Regions from separate parts of the Sus scrofa genome. Here region 2 is linked to region 1. A link is a contact called in public Hi-C data. All regions are on one chromosome and are shown on one strand. The core of a region is the stretch at or near the end of the contact, and the rest is flanking DNA. Distances in the headings are between cores, read along the strand shown.

Region 1 (3,165 bases), core at 590-3,089:
CTTACATTCCTTGGGTAAACCCCACTTGTCCCTGGTATGTAATCTTTTTTAAAAATTATTTTTAATTGTAGTAAATATGCATAATATAAAGTTTACCATCTTAACCATTTTAAGTGTACGGTTCGGTGGCATTAAATATGTTCACATTGTCGTACAACTGTCATCGCTGTCCCTTTCCCGAACTCCTTTCATCCTGCAAACCTGAAACTCTACCCAGTGAGCCATAACTCCCCATCTCCTTTTTCCCCAGGCCCTTGGCGGCCACCCTTCTACTGTTTGTTTCTATGAATCTGACTGCTCTCTTATAAAGGTGGAATCATATAATATGTATGCTTTCGCCACTGGTTTGTTTTACTTAACGTAATAATGTCCTCGAGGTCACTCTGTTATAGCGTGTGTCAGAACGTCTTTCCTTTTTTAAGGCTAAATAATATTCTGTTGTATGAATACACCACATCTTGTTTATCTGTTCATCTCTTGATGAACACTTGGATTGCTTCCACTTCTTGACTCCTGTGAATATTGCTGCTATGAACAAGGGCGTACAAAGATCTCTTTTTCTTTCAGTTCTTTGGGTGTATACCCAGAACTGAAATTGCTGGGCCAGATGGCATAAGCCTTTTAATACGCTACTGGATTAGCTTTGCTAATACGGTTGACCTTTGAACAGCATGTATTTGAACTAGGCAGGTCTACCTATATGTGAGGGTTTTTTTTTGTTTTTTTTTTTTATTAAGTTTGAACTACAGCATTATACAATGCACAGGTGGTTGAATATGTGGATGCAGAACCATGCATATGGAATCATGGATACAGGAGACTGTAAAGTTACATGTGGATTTTTAACTGTGTGTGGGTCATCCTCATTGTTCAAGGGTATTTTGTTGAGTTTTTTAAAATTTAATTAATTAATTTTTAAATCTTTAATTCCCCAATACAATTTTTTTTCTACTGTACAGCATGGTGACCCAGTGACACATACATGTACACATTGTATTTTTGCCCATTATCATGCTCCATCATAAGTGATTGGACATAATTCCCAGTGTTACACAGCAGGATCTCATGGCTAATCCATTCTAAAGGCAATAGTTTGCATGTATTAACCCCAAGCTCCCCAACCACCACACCCCCTCCCCCTCCCCCTCGGTTCCCTCTCTAACACACGTTATATATTTCATATATATATATATAAAAGGGATATTGGCCTATAATTTTCTTGTGATGTTATTGTCTCCCTTTGGTATCAGGCTAAAACCGGTCTCATAGAAGGAGTTAAATATTTCCTCCTCTTCCATTTTTCGGAAGACTTTGAGAAGGATGGGTGTTATTTTTAATCTTTAAACCATGGGTAGAATTCGCAGTCAAATCATGTAGTTCTCGGCTTTGCTTTGCTGGGAGTTTTATGATTACTGATTTAACTTTTTCGATTGTGTTATGACTCTGTTAGATTAATGTTTGTAAAGTGGAAGCCCAGGGTGCTGGATGGTGAACCACGGTTCAACAAGCAACCGCAAGAGAAACTGAAATGGAGTTTATCACTCACGGGTCCTGGAGGAATTGCAGGGGACACCTTGAGGGGCCTCACGAGGAGGTCAAGGCAGGGTGAAGAGAGAGAGATGCAGCACCTGGAACACGTCTTTATTTAGAGTCTTTGGGCAGGGTGCTTTGGGCTTTCTGGGCTAGAGCTGGATTGGTCAGTTCAGACCACAACGCAGGGTTTTGGAAAGCTCCATGGGGATTTTTATCTGAGGGGTATTTGAAGCATAACAGGAGCTGGGAAGCAGAGGAGACTGTTGATCACAAGTTGTAACAGGAACTACATTTGCTCGTGACTCTGCAGCCTGCTGTCTAGGCCATGCACTTCCCAGAAAGGGGATCTCATGGTGGTTTAAGGTCCCTGCAGCCTGCTTGGTCAAAGAAAATGGATGCGGAGGCAGCAGCACCATGGAGTTTTGGAGCTAAACCCTTAGACAAGCTGTGGACCTGAGGCTTTTGGGGGAGCTTTGTGTTTCTGATTCCACTTTTATCGAGGTTATCTGACTTGTTGGCCTGCAGTTGTTCACAGTCTTCTTCTCTCATCCTTTTTCTTCCTATAAGATTGGTGACAACCTTCCCACGTACATTCCTGATTTTAGTGACTCGAGTCTTCTCTCTCCTTTTCTTGGTCAGTCTAGATTAAGGTTGGTCAATTTTGTTGCCCTTTTCAAAGAACTAACTGGGTTTTGTTGATTTTTTTTCTATGATTTTTGTGCTCTCTCTCTTATGGATCTCTGCCCTAGCCTTTATTATTTCCTTCCTCCGTGCTTTGAGTTTCGTTTAGTTTGTTCTTTTTCTAGTTCCTTAAGCCAGAAGATTAGGTGACTGATTTGAGCTCTTTTTTCTTTTAACATAAATGTTTACAATTGTGCATTTTCCCCCGAGCGCTTTTTCCCTGCATCCCATATGTTTTGATAGCTTGTGTTGCCATTTTTATTCTCCTTGAAGTATTTTTTAGAAATTTACCTTGTGATTTGTGCTTTGACTCGCTGATCGTTTCAGAGTGTGTTGTTGACTTCGTCGTTTGTGAATTTTCCACATTTCTTTCTGTTACTGGTTTCTAGTTTCATTCTCTTGTGTTCAGAAAAGGTACTTTGTATGATTTCAGTGTTTTAGAACTATGTTGAGGCTTGTTTTGTGGCTGAACATACATACAGTCTATCCCGGAGAATGTTCCATGTGCACTTGCGAAAGGTATGTGTGTGACTGCTGACAGGTGGAACGTTCTTATACGTCTCTTAGCTCTACTTGATTTATATAGTTGTGTTCATGTGTTCTGTTTCCTTATCTTTTGTATAGTTGTGCTGCCCATTGTTGAAAGTGAAATGTTGACTGCAGCTACTTTCTATTTTAGTTTTGTCAGTTTGGGCTTCATGTGTTTTGTTAAATATGTTTGCATATATGTTTATAATCATTTATATCTTCCTGACCCTCTTTTTGTGCTATAATATCCTTTTTTTTTTTTTTTTGCTTCTGGTAACACTTTTATGTCTTGTCTTAATATCTATTTATCTGATATATTAGTATAGTTGTCCCAGCTCTTTTTTGGTTACTGCTGACATGGAATAGCTTTCCATCTTTTCATTTTCTTTCTTTAAGAAAAATATTTCTAATTGTTTATGAAAG
Region 2 (3,213 bases), core at 546-3,045, 360 kb after region 1:
GCTCCACACCTTGTAGCCTCTATAGCTATAACGTGTAAAGCTTCAAGTGGAATCATGGCTATAAGATTCTGCAATGTTGGAGTTCCCGTTGTGGCTCAGTGGTTAATGAATCCGACTAGGAACCATGAGGTTGCGGGTTGAATCCCTGGCCTACCTCAGTGGGTTAAGGATCCAGCGTTGCCGTGACCTGTGGTGTAGGTCACAGACATGGCTCGGATCCTGCGTTGCTGTGGCTCTGGCGTAGACCAGTGGCTACAGCTCTGATTCAACCCCTAGCCTGGGAACCTCCATATGCCACCGGAGGGGCCCTAGAAATGACAAAAAGACAAAAAAAAAAAAATTCCAAAATGTCTATCACTCAGCAAGCCCAACTGGGATAAAAAAAAGATACATACTTGGGGGACTGGGGAAGCATCACAACGGGTGGCTTCTGGCCTGGACTTTTAGAGCCAGGAAAGGCCTAAACATGCACAGAACCGCTGGGGAAGCCCCCCCACCCCCACCCTTGCGGGCAGGCTCTTCCATATTCTGGTTACACTCTATTTACTTCTATAAATTGGCAGCAGAGCATTCCTGCTCTGACATGGGTTGCTGTTCACTTACAAATTGAAATGGGATAAAGATAGCAAATTGAACACACACTGTGGTCTCTCCTGAAACCAGCTAAAACAGCAGGAAAGGGATTTATCAAACTATTGGAAAGCAGGCACAGCCAACAAAGAATGGTAACTGCCTGGATCCTAAAGAGGCAGTAAAGAAAATTGAAGAGCAGCCCAGTTTTCACTGTGAAACCCCCAAATGGTTTAGGAATTGGCGGCCCCAGGTATTTCTGGAAATTGGGTGGCTGGGGAGGCTTAAAAACAGGAAAATCGTTTGGAAATCTGTTTAAGAACAATCAGACTCCCAGACACCCTTCCCACCTGGTAGAAGTGAAAGGTCTATTCTCAGGATGGAGTAAGAGGGGCTGTCTATACTGGGGGGGACTCTGACAACTGGAATAAAGTAAACATTTGTTAACGAACCCAACTAGTATCCATGGCGTCGCGGGTTTGATCCCTGGCCTTGCTCAGTGGGTCCAGCCATGAGCTGCAGTATAGGTCGCAGACGCGGCTTGGATCGCATGCATTGCTGTGGCTGTGGCGTAGACCGGCAGCTACAGCTCCGATTAGACCCCTAGCCTGGGAACCTCCATATGCCGCGGGAGCAGCCCAAGAAATGGCAAAAAAAAGGACAAACAAACAAACAAAGAGCTTCCAGAGAGAAGGAAAAAAATAACAGTCTTTCTACAACAGCTTGAGCGTCATAGCGACATTGGATTTTTCAATAGCGAGATGGGAACCAGGAGCCAATGGAAGGTGCCTTCAAAATTCTGAGGGAAGCTGTTTCCATCCAGAATCCTATCCTAGCCAAGTGACTATCAAAGATGTGGATGGAATAAAGGTTTTTGGGTTTTTTTTGGTCTTTTCTTTTCCCTAGGGCTGCACCCATGGCATATGGAGGTTCCCAGGCCAGGGGTCGAATCAGAGCTGTAGCTGCCGGCCTACACCACAGCCACAGCCAAGCCACAGCCACGCAGGATCTGAGCTGTGTCTGCAACCTACACCACAGCTCACGGCAATGCCGGATTCTTAACCCACTGAGCAAGTCAGGGATCAAACCTGCGTCCTCACGGATGCGAGTCAGGTTCTTACCACTGAGCCACCACAGGAACTCCCTAAAGACATATTGAGTCATGTAAGTTCTCTGCATACATTCTCAGGAAGCTACTGGAGGATGTGTTTCAACAGAAATGAGTGAGTAAACCATACAGAAGAGGTCATGGCATTGAAGGAAGAGAAGAGGCCACAAAGGAGGTGGGGGAGAATCCCCAGGCCAGCGGTTGTGCAGTAGGAAGTAACTCATCCTGACGGGAACAGGATGGAAGACTCTAGAAGGGATTCCTTCAAGAAGATGAAATCGGTCCATTATCCAACACATTTAAACACACCGAGAGGAGATTACATAACTGTAATTGTGACGCAGGAAAGAAGAAGTAATCATAGACTATTACATGGCTCACGTGTCAACAGCATTTACACGGCCTAATAATGTAAACAGTGAATATGGTTCCAACCGAAACTGTGACAATTATACAGGATGGCAGGGAACACAGACGGAGATGTGCCTGTGGAGGGAGCAAGGAGAAAGTGTGGGTGTGTTGGAGAAAGGTATTTAAAACAAAAAAAAAAAAAAAAAAAAAAAAAAATCAAGAAGTAGCAATATAAGGGAATAATTTAGAATTGAAAGTCATTGCCTCTGCAGAGTGTGAAATGATCTGAGTGTGTGTGTGTTGAGGCAGGGACTGCTGCTTTCCATTACAAGCCTTATAGAATTTCTAAATTATGTGCATGTATAGCTAAAGGTTAAAAAAATTTTTTTTTTTTTTGTCTTTTTATGGCCGCTTTTTTTCCCCTAGGGCCGCAGCCACAGCAAATGGAGAGTCCCTGGCTAGGGGTCGAATCAGCGCTGTAGCCTCTGGCCTATGCCACAGCCACAGCAACACAGGATCTGAGCTGCGTCTGCAACCTACACCACAGCTCACAGCGACACCAGATCCTTAACCCACTGGATCCTAGCCAGATTTGTTTCCGCTGTGCCACGACAGCGGAAACAAATGACAATATTTTTACATTGAGTCATATAAAGCCCCTAAGCCAAGGTCCCTAGTGGCAGGAAGGCAGTCATTTTCAGCAGAAGGCTTCGCCTAACAGTGGCCAGGCCTGAAATGCCAGCAGGAGAGGAACATTCTGGGAGATGCTGGGGGGCTGAGCTGAGTAGGCAGTTCATCTGTGGAGGGCAGGTTCCAATGCCACGCCTTCGGGGGTCTTCTGTGGTCCCTGCAACTCCATAGGATGCTTCTGTCCCCTTCACCGCTCGTCCCATGTCATCCCACTCTCATTACTGTCACCACTGGCCTCATCTCTCTCACCAGGCTGTGAACTCCCCAAGGACAGTGACTTCAGCCAAGTGACACAGAGAAGCTGTCCAGTAAATATTCGCTGAATGCACCAACAGTCCGGCACCCAGCGAGGCGTGGGCGCATACTTATTGAAGGGAATAACAGTAATTGAACAGAAAGGATCTTCTGCCTTAGAATCACGCTCCCCTGGGTTTTGGGCACGAAGCAAGTCCTGGGTGAGTGTGCATTGCCTTGGCGGAGCGGGCGGAGCCTCC

Evidence for each region. Hi-C and Micro-C count contacts between places; a contact is called where the count stands out from the background.
Region 2: a Hi-C map of liver shows a contact between it and region 1, with 2.5 times the contacts expected there. The contact joins two enhancer-like sites. A contact is called at or near these places in 9 of 47 Hi-C or Micro-C datasets (brain, embryonic fibroblasts, fetal heart ventricle and 5 more) and 1 of 2 datasets of contacts at active chromatin or transcription factors (alveolar macrophages).

Annotation. Positions count from the first base shown.
Region 1 is chr9:10,158,337-10,161,501 of Sscrofa11.1, forward strand. The region is part of intron 6 of UVRAG (UV radiation resistance-associated gene protein); the gene reads left to right. Among named protein-coding and RNA genes, the nearest start is that of UVRAG, 71 kb to the left of the region's middle. Within about 2 kb of position 1,840, at least 8 of the 83 cell types and tissues checked have an H3K27ac peak or open chromatin away from gene starts, as enhancers often do. A contact at or near this core is called in alveolar macrophages and liver, where this site is marked.
Region 2 is chr9:10,520,311-10,523,523 of Sscrofa11.1, forward strand. No RefSeq gene overlaps it. Among named protein-coding and RNA genes, the nearest start is that of THAP12, 45 kb to the right of the region's middle. Within about 2 kb of position 1,796, at least 11 of the 83 cell types and tissues checked have an H3K27ac peak or open chromatin away from gene starts, as enhancers often do. A contact at or near this core is called in alveolar macrophages and liver, where this site is marked.